Linked DNA regions of Columba livia: region 1 is linked to region 2. The links are chromatin contacts, called in public Hi-C maps. All regions are on one chromosome and are shown on one strand. Each heading gives the region's core, a stretch centred on a gene start, on an enhancer-like site or on the middle of the called end of the contact. The rest is flanking DNA. Distances are from core to core; before and after follow the strand shown. Region 1 holds the start of SNAI2 (snail family transcriptional repressor 2). Region 2 has its middle 130 kb from the start of UBE2V2.

The links. Hi-C and Micro-C count contacts between places; a contact is called where the count stands out from the background.
Region 1: a Hi-C map of crop shows a contact between it and region 2, with 5 times the contacts expected there. The contact joins the promoter of SNAI2 here to the enhancer-like site in region 2. A contact is called at or near these places in 2 of 2 Hi-C or Micro-C datasets (crop and liver).

Annotation. Positions count from the first base shown.
Region 1 is chr2:119,149,451-119,153,032 of bColLiv1.pat.W.v2, reverse strand. SNAI2 (snail family transcriptional repressor 2) reads left to right here and starts at 2,182. Exons shown (of 3, transcript XM_005502842.4): 1 at 2,182-3,424. The coding sequence starts at 3,346.
Region 2 is chr2:118,865,211-118,868,648 of bColLiv1.pat.W.v2, reverse strand. No RefSeq gene overlaps it. Among named protein-coding and RNA genes, the nearest start is that of UBE2V2, 130 kb to the right of the region's middle. Within about 2 kb of position 1,903, at least 3 of the 3 cell types and tissues checked have an H3K27ac peak away from gene starts, as active enhancers do.

The DNA.
Region 1 (3,582 bases), core at 933-3,432, 280 kb before region 2:
TATTCTGCTGGGGTTTATCCAGATATTTAACATTTTCTGATCTTGCTACTTATTGATGCTTGGTAGAGACATAAATGCTGTCATGAGAAGAACCAAGCTGGTGATGGCTTAGCTTGGGTCCTGCTTCCCTCTTTGATAATAACCATAGTTCTGACAGCCTTCCATTTCCAGAAAGCTGAGCAAAAAAGTTGTTGCTCTTCTCAGCAAGCTGACAGGAAAATGGATTTGGTGGAGCTCTCAGAAAGGGGAGGGAGACTAAACTGAGGCTCACAATTTGCTACTCAGGCATATGAACAAGTGGCCTGATGTGGGGGGAGGAAAAAAAAAAAAAAAAAAGAAAGAAAATATCAGCTGCATAGTTGGAACTTTGGAAAACTTGGTCCTAATCATTTTATTGGTGCAAAGCACATGCCAAGGTCTCAGGCAACAGAACTGCTCAGATCACTTTCTACCTGCTTCTCAGAGCAGCAATTATCAGCACAGTGGCATTAACAAAACAGCTTTGCACGAGCTTTCAAAGTAACAATGTAAAGAATCCCCAAAAGACCAACTATTTGTAAAATGTGAGAGGGAAGCTCTAGGTGTGATTTTTCAGAGGTGGGTGCAAGTCTTTCCCTGGAGACGGCATGATTGTTGGAGCCATCCACCGCACTCTGCAATCCCTACATCTCACTGCTCCTCCTCCACCCCCACCCCAGAAGGGGAAGCCTCCTGTTTTCTGCACTCGACCTTTGTGTTGCCTTTCTTGCAGGGGGATAGATGCTGCATGTCTCCGAGTGCCCTCTCATCCACATTTCCCGTAAACACTCAGAACACCTGTTTACTCTGACTCACCCACTCCTCATGCAGACTCTCCCTTTTTTTGACAGCAGACCTCACTCAGGTAGTATGTGCTGCTAATATCCTTCAGGCCCATGTAATAACATGCCTTCTGTCCAATTCCTAACATCCTTCAATCAGCCCAGCCAGTGGGCTAACTGCTTACGCTCCTGTGATTTATATAAGTGCAATTAATTTAAACTGCATCACTCCAGTGTTGTGCTGGTGAAAATGCCCCGAGAGCGAGTACCTCACTGGTGAATCAGACCCTTTACTTTTAACAGACATACAAAAGAACAGATCCTGAGCCAGTGAAAATCTGCATGGCTCCATTCATTTCAACACACAAACTTAAACGAGCTGGAGGTCTGAATCACAGCTCATGTAACAGACTATTTAGATACAGACTAATGCCTCACATCCTGAAATGCAATGCTTTCCCAGAGTTGGCAGGGGATGGGGACTTCTCAGATGGAACAGAGCTGAGAGGGGAGCATAGACCACAAATGCAACCTTTTAAAAATGCTTTGTGGATTTCTTCATTTCTGTGGAGTTGAGGAAATCAACAGCCTGTGTCTTTGCTCTCCCTTCAGGGAAGAGCTACAGTTGTTCTTCCAGCCCAGCTGCAAAGCAGGTACCTGAGAAGTTCCTTTCCTCACCACTTTCCCTTTCCTCCTGTAGCTTGGGTGCGTTGCCTGCAGCTTGGAAATCCATGTGACACCTTTCACTGATGGACATGAGAGTTAGACACTGAACAGCTGAATCTTTTTAATCAGTTCTTGAAAATAGCTAACTTTCTCTGCACTTGTTTTGGCATCTCCAAGATTAAGAAGTCACACAACTTGACAAAGCACTTTACCCTTACGTGTCTTAACATAACCAGAGCAATTTTTTTTTTCCACGTCTATTCCAACACCTGCTACAAAAAAGGGCTGGGGTGGTCTCTGTAAAACACCCCTCCGCTCCTCCTCCTGACAGGACAGATCCCTAGCTGCACGCCAGCACGGCATGCCGGTATGTGCCCAGGCAGGTGCAGGTAATACACAAGGAGTGGGGGAAAGGGGTGGGGAGGGCAGACCAAGAGTCAATCAGAGTGTAATTTGTGTTAGAAATTCACCAGCATTCAGCTGTCCATATTTTCAAGATGCAAATACTTTAAAATTAAAAAACCTATCTGTGACTAAATGTCTCCTCTGAATCAGTCTAGGTAACCAGAAAATGCTGTGGCACATTTAAGAGACTTTTATCCTAAATGAAATACATAATACAGATTATACCTTCATAGGAAATCAAGTGGTCTTAAATATACTAATGGAGAAGGATGTTTAAAAGACATTTAAATTACCCACTCTATAATTTTTTTTTTTTTTGGGGGGGTGCTTATCTGTGCATCTTTTGACTGCTTTGGATAATTAGGAAAATTTCCTTGGCAGTGCTCTGAGAGGATAGGCAAAAGAGTGACATAACTACTCCCAAGGAAGGAAAGGTCGAGGTTTTGCGTTCTGCAGACTTTTAATGTAAAAAAGAAAGTAGTCTGTGTATGAACAGTCTGAAGTAGTAGGCATATTATGTAAAACCTATCACCCTGCTCTGAAATGTTCTTTTCCAGGTCTTCTCCCTCTCCTTGAACTCACTTGCGGTGTCTCAGTGGCTCTTCTGCCTGGAAGGGTGCAGGTTAGAGAGGCAGGCTGCAATTCTCCAGCCTTTCCTAAACGCGAGTATTCAAAGGCTGTTCCCAAGCGGAGCAGGCACACAGTCAGTTCAAAGACTTCCAATAGCTCTGCTGGCTAACTTGTTATCTTGTAATGTCCGTGTCCATCCGTGCCCCCTCCTCCCTCCCCCGCCCCGCTTCAGTGCTTAACGAACATTTTGTTCCATTGTAATTCTTGTATCAAACATCTGGAAAACAGACTTGAGTTTGCTTTTTAAAAAAAAAATAAAATAAAAAAAAAAATCAGCTGAATCAGTAAACTGACCTTTTTTTTTTTTAAAAAAAAAAAAAAGGAAAAAAGACACCACTTTGACCAACACGTTTTTCTGGACTGAAATTCTACCGAGCCACATACACCCATTTGGTCGCAGGATAAGGCGCTCTGACCACAGCTCGTTCCTCCGTTCACAGCTGTATCCAGCGGGAGGAGCTGAAACCTGAACCAAACCCTCTGAGCGAGGATTGGATCCCTCCCGCCAGCAACCCCAGAGCCCTCCCAGAACAACAGCCTCTTTGGAAAAAAAAAAGAAAAAAAAGTGCTTGAGAACATCCCGAAGCGATTGGAGGAGCGGGAAACCCTTCCCCCCTGCACCTGACTCGTGGGTATTTACAGCACTTTTCAAGGCGCCTTTGCGCTGCCACTACACGACCGCAGTGGATGGACCGCGCCGGCTAGGCAGCGCGATAGGGACCGATGCGCTCGCAGTGATCGCGTGTGCGTGGGGCTGCTGCAGCGCCAGCCGGGGACCCTTACACCCATCCACCTACCCACCCACCAGGAGAGCCTGGGAAAAGGACAAAACCCGCCATCCAAAATGCCACGGTCCTTCCTGGTCAAGAAACATTTCAACTCATCCAAGAAGCCGAATTACAGCGAACTGGACACTCATACAGGTAGCAAAATGAAACTTTGTGCCACTGCGCTGCTTTTGAGGTTGCGGTCATTGCGTGGCAGTAGCGAGGAGGGGTGGGATTGCTTTTTGGGCTCAGGAGAGTGGGTTAGTTCATTGCTAGCTCTTTTTCCTTTTGCTTATAAGGAGGGAGCTTTGAGA
Region 2 (3,438 bases), core at 654-3,153:
ACTAATATCACAAATTCTCTTAGAGATGAGGCACTAATGGATAGGAGGTGCACAGAAGAACTGACTGGATCCATAGCGATCCGATGAACTCAATGCTCCTGTCTAATCTACTTGAGTTCTGCAGAATAACATCCAGCACACTCTTGGGGGTTATTTAAACATCGAGAGACTGAAAACATATAGCTGAGAAGGATCCAGTCCAAAAGCAGGAAAGACAAGCAAGGATAAAGACATTCAGAAGCTCTTGCATCTAGGACGGTGGTTAAGACAAGCGATAACCAAAGTTATTCCCCTCTGACAGCTGTTCGGTAGCCTACACAAAATGAAATTGTGGTTTCAGTGCAGTTAGTTGACAAATGTTTACATTACAGATGGAACTATGTGGCAAGCTCAGCAGAGAAGCTAAGCAGTTTTGCTAGGTTAACACACCAGCGATAACAGGAGAAAGCATCCCAGTCCCATACTGCTCACCCCGACTCGACATTCATGGGGTCGGTCCAGGTCGCAGGCAAAGAAGCTGTGCAGGAAGTGCTTACACTTCTGCTATCTGCTCGCTCAGGAGCCAGACAATACAGCATTCCACACAGATGCTAAATTAGCAAGGGTAGGCAATTTTTAAGTAATACAAACCTCTTCCTCAAAACAAAACAAAACAAAAAACACAACAAAAAGAACCACCACTACATGTGGCAATTGCTTATATTCCTGTAGTCCCTAAACAATTTTATATCGCAAACTGGCCTTGAAATATGAATAATCCCCAAATCTCTGTGGCCTTGGCCTCCTTGAGAGCCAGTCTTGAAGTGTGAACTGACTGCTCTTGACTTTTTCCCCAATGAACACACACAGCCAGCCGGCTGTTACAGCATGGGTCTGTGTTCTTCACAGGATTTTGCTCCTATAAACCAAGCTTACAGTCAACGTATCCATTCTTTTAAGTGGTACGCTGGATGAGGGAAAACTGAAACACACAAGGTTCAGAAGGGCAACACAGTCAATTGCTACCGAAATTCAGCATCCAAACTACTTGCTGTAATCCAATGGAGGGTTGCTTGTTGTCAGTTTGTCTTATAGCAAGATCATTTGAGAACCTCTCCAATGCACAGAATACTTGGTTTCAGTCCCTGGCACCTCCCCATCACCACCAGATGACCGCTGTGCTGGTCGCTCTGCACTCCCTGAATGAGGGAGCCCCATGAACCCCAGCCAGTGCTTGAATTTGGTGATCTTGCCCAGTGCACTCCCAACCCACCCGTGGCTCAGGAGCCCCATGTGATCACAGCCCAAGGCCGTTAGTCCCCGTCACAGCCCTGTCCGGACGTTGGCCACGCCGACCCATGAGGCTGGTGGCCCTGCCTGGCCACGGGGGCTTGTGTCTGACCCTGTCTCCCCTCACCCGACCCCAACCCCCTCCGGAGGAGTGAAACTCGACAAGTTGCCCGCTCCGGAACACACCTCCAGGCAACGCCGGTTGGCGGGGCGGAAAGGCGGCACCGGGAGCGCCGGGCTCGGCACCAGAGGCGGGAGGGCGCTCCCCGGGCGGGCGCGCCGGGGCCGCGGGGACAGCCACGGGACAGCCGCGGCCCCGCCGCGCCGCCGCCCCGGCCTCCGCGCCAGCCGCCGCCAAGCCGTTGGGCCGGGCGGCATCTAGCGGCCGCTGCCGGCGCCGCGGCTCCCGCGAGGCAGGGGGCCCGCCCGGCGCCGCCGCGGGCGGCCCGGCGGCAGCTCCGTGCCGCGGCGGGGGACGGGGCCGAGGCGCCGGGAGGGCGGAGCAGGTGGCGCCGTTCTGCCTCGTCGGCTGGTGTCGCTCGGTGGTCTCCCGCCCGGCGCGGGCGGCGTTTCAGCCGCGGCTGGGAGCTGCCTCCTTGCGGGTTACAATCCGCCACGAAGTGGAATTCGTCCTCCTCGTCAAAAGCGACACAGATGAGAACGCGGCACTCCGTAAGGTGCCTTTTCCAAGCTGTGGCCTGAATGGCGCCTGCCTGACCAGCCACTCCACGTACCCTCCTCACAAGTGCCCCTACAATCACTAATGATGCTATTCACTCCCCAACATAGATCTCTTCCTTTCCCTGTAAACTGATCAAACGCTATAGGAAATAAATGTGCACGTAACAGGAAATTACAGCTAGTTAGCAACCATGCACAAAACTTCCAGGTCTACGGCTATGCCGTGGCTTTGGCTAGAAGCAAGACGGGAGCGGGAAGGGACTCGTGGCAGGGGGATGGGGTCTGGGGTCAGAAAGGAGACACAGTGTGTCCGTGCACGCTGCGGAGGGGGGTGGCTGCAAAACACAGGCAGCCAAACTGGAGATCAGACCAGCTGCGAGACCTGAAATCCATGCTCTCGAGAAGAAACAGAACGTAATGCTTAACGACATATCATGCTCACAACCCAAGTTTGAAATCCCATCTGAAGGAGCAGCATCTCTACTAATCCGGTTCCCACTATGAGCAGCACCAGGGCAGTGATTCAAGGATGACTCGCAGGGAAGGCTGCCATGTCCTGACTCACCATCCCCGCTTCCTGCAGCCTGGCCTTTCAAGTCTCCGTCCCATTACCGGCTCCCGAAGTGAACCCTCTTATCGTGTGAAGCGCGGTGAAGTCACAGGCCCCCACAGACTGTGTCTATACATACTCTCCCTCCTCCATGTTTCTGTCTGGAAATTTGTTGCTCATGCTGTTCATTTTTTCTCACTAAGATCCAACTAAAATTATTCATAAAATGAATCAGGTTTGGCAGTAACTACATGAATTGTGACAGTTTATTAAGTTGGTTTGTATCTGTGGGTGCTGTGGTGCTGTGTAAAGGCTCCCTGTTAGGTTTTATTTGTAAAAAGTTGAAAACTCACCTTATAGCACTATTCCTGTCCAAAATGCAAGTCGAATGAACGCAGAAGTGTTTAGTTAAAATAACTCCCATTAGCAACAGCAGATTTGAGATAGAGATGCTACTCCCAAATGACAAAGAAGTATTCTTCACTATCTCATTGACAGTGCCTTCTCCAAAAAAACACAGAACAGACCTATACAAGAACATATACTGATACATTTCACAGTGAGAGGTCATGATCTTTTAGCTATAATCTTAACCAATTACCTCTCTCTGGTTCAGTCTGTTCAGGCAAACCTGATTAACAACTTCAAACAGCATTTTGCAAAATGCTAGCTCTAATCTTAAAATATATAAATCACTAAGAAAAACTACAGATAGCCCCCGAACTGCTATGTTTATTTCTGCAGAGACCTTTCACACAGCTCTACCCAAGTTCACTGAAGTGCACAAAACTCTAATGAAATAGGCGAATCTCACTTAGATGACATCTCACCCTAACGAGGCTGTGAGCTTGCCTTGCTTTAAGGAGGTTTATTCTGAGACCACTTGGGCTACACCTTCAAAGTCATTAGCAAGCAAATGGACAGAGAAGGTGGCTATT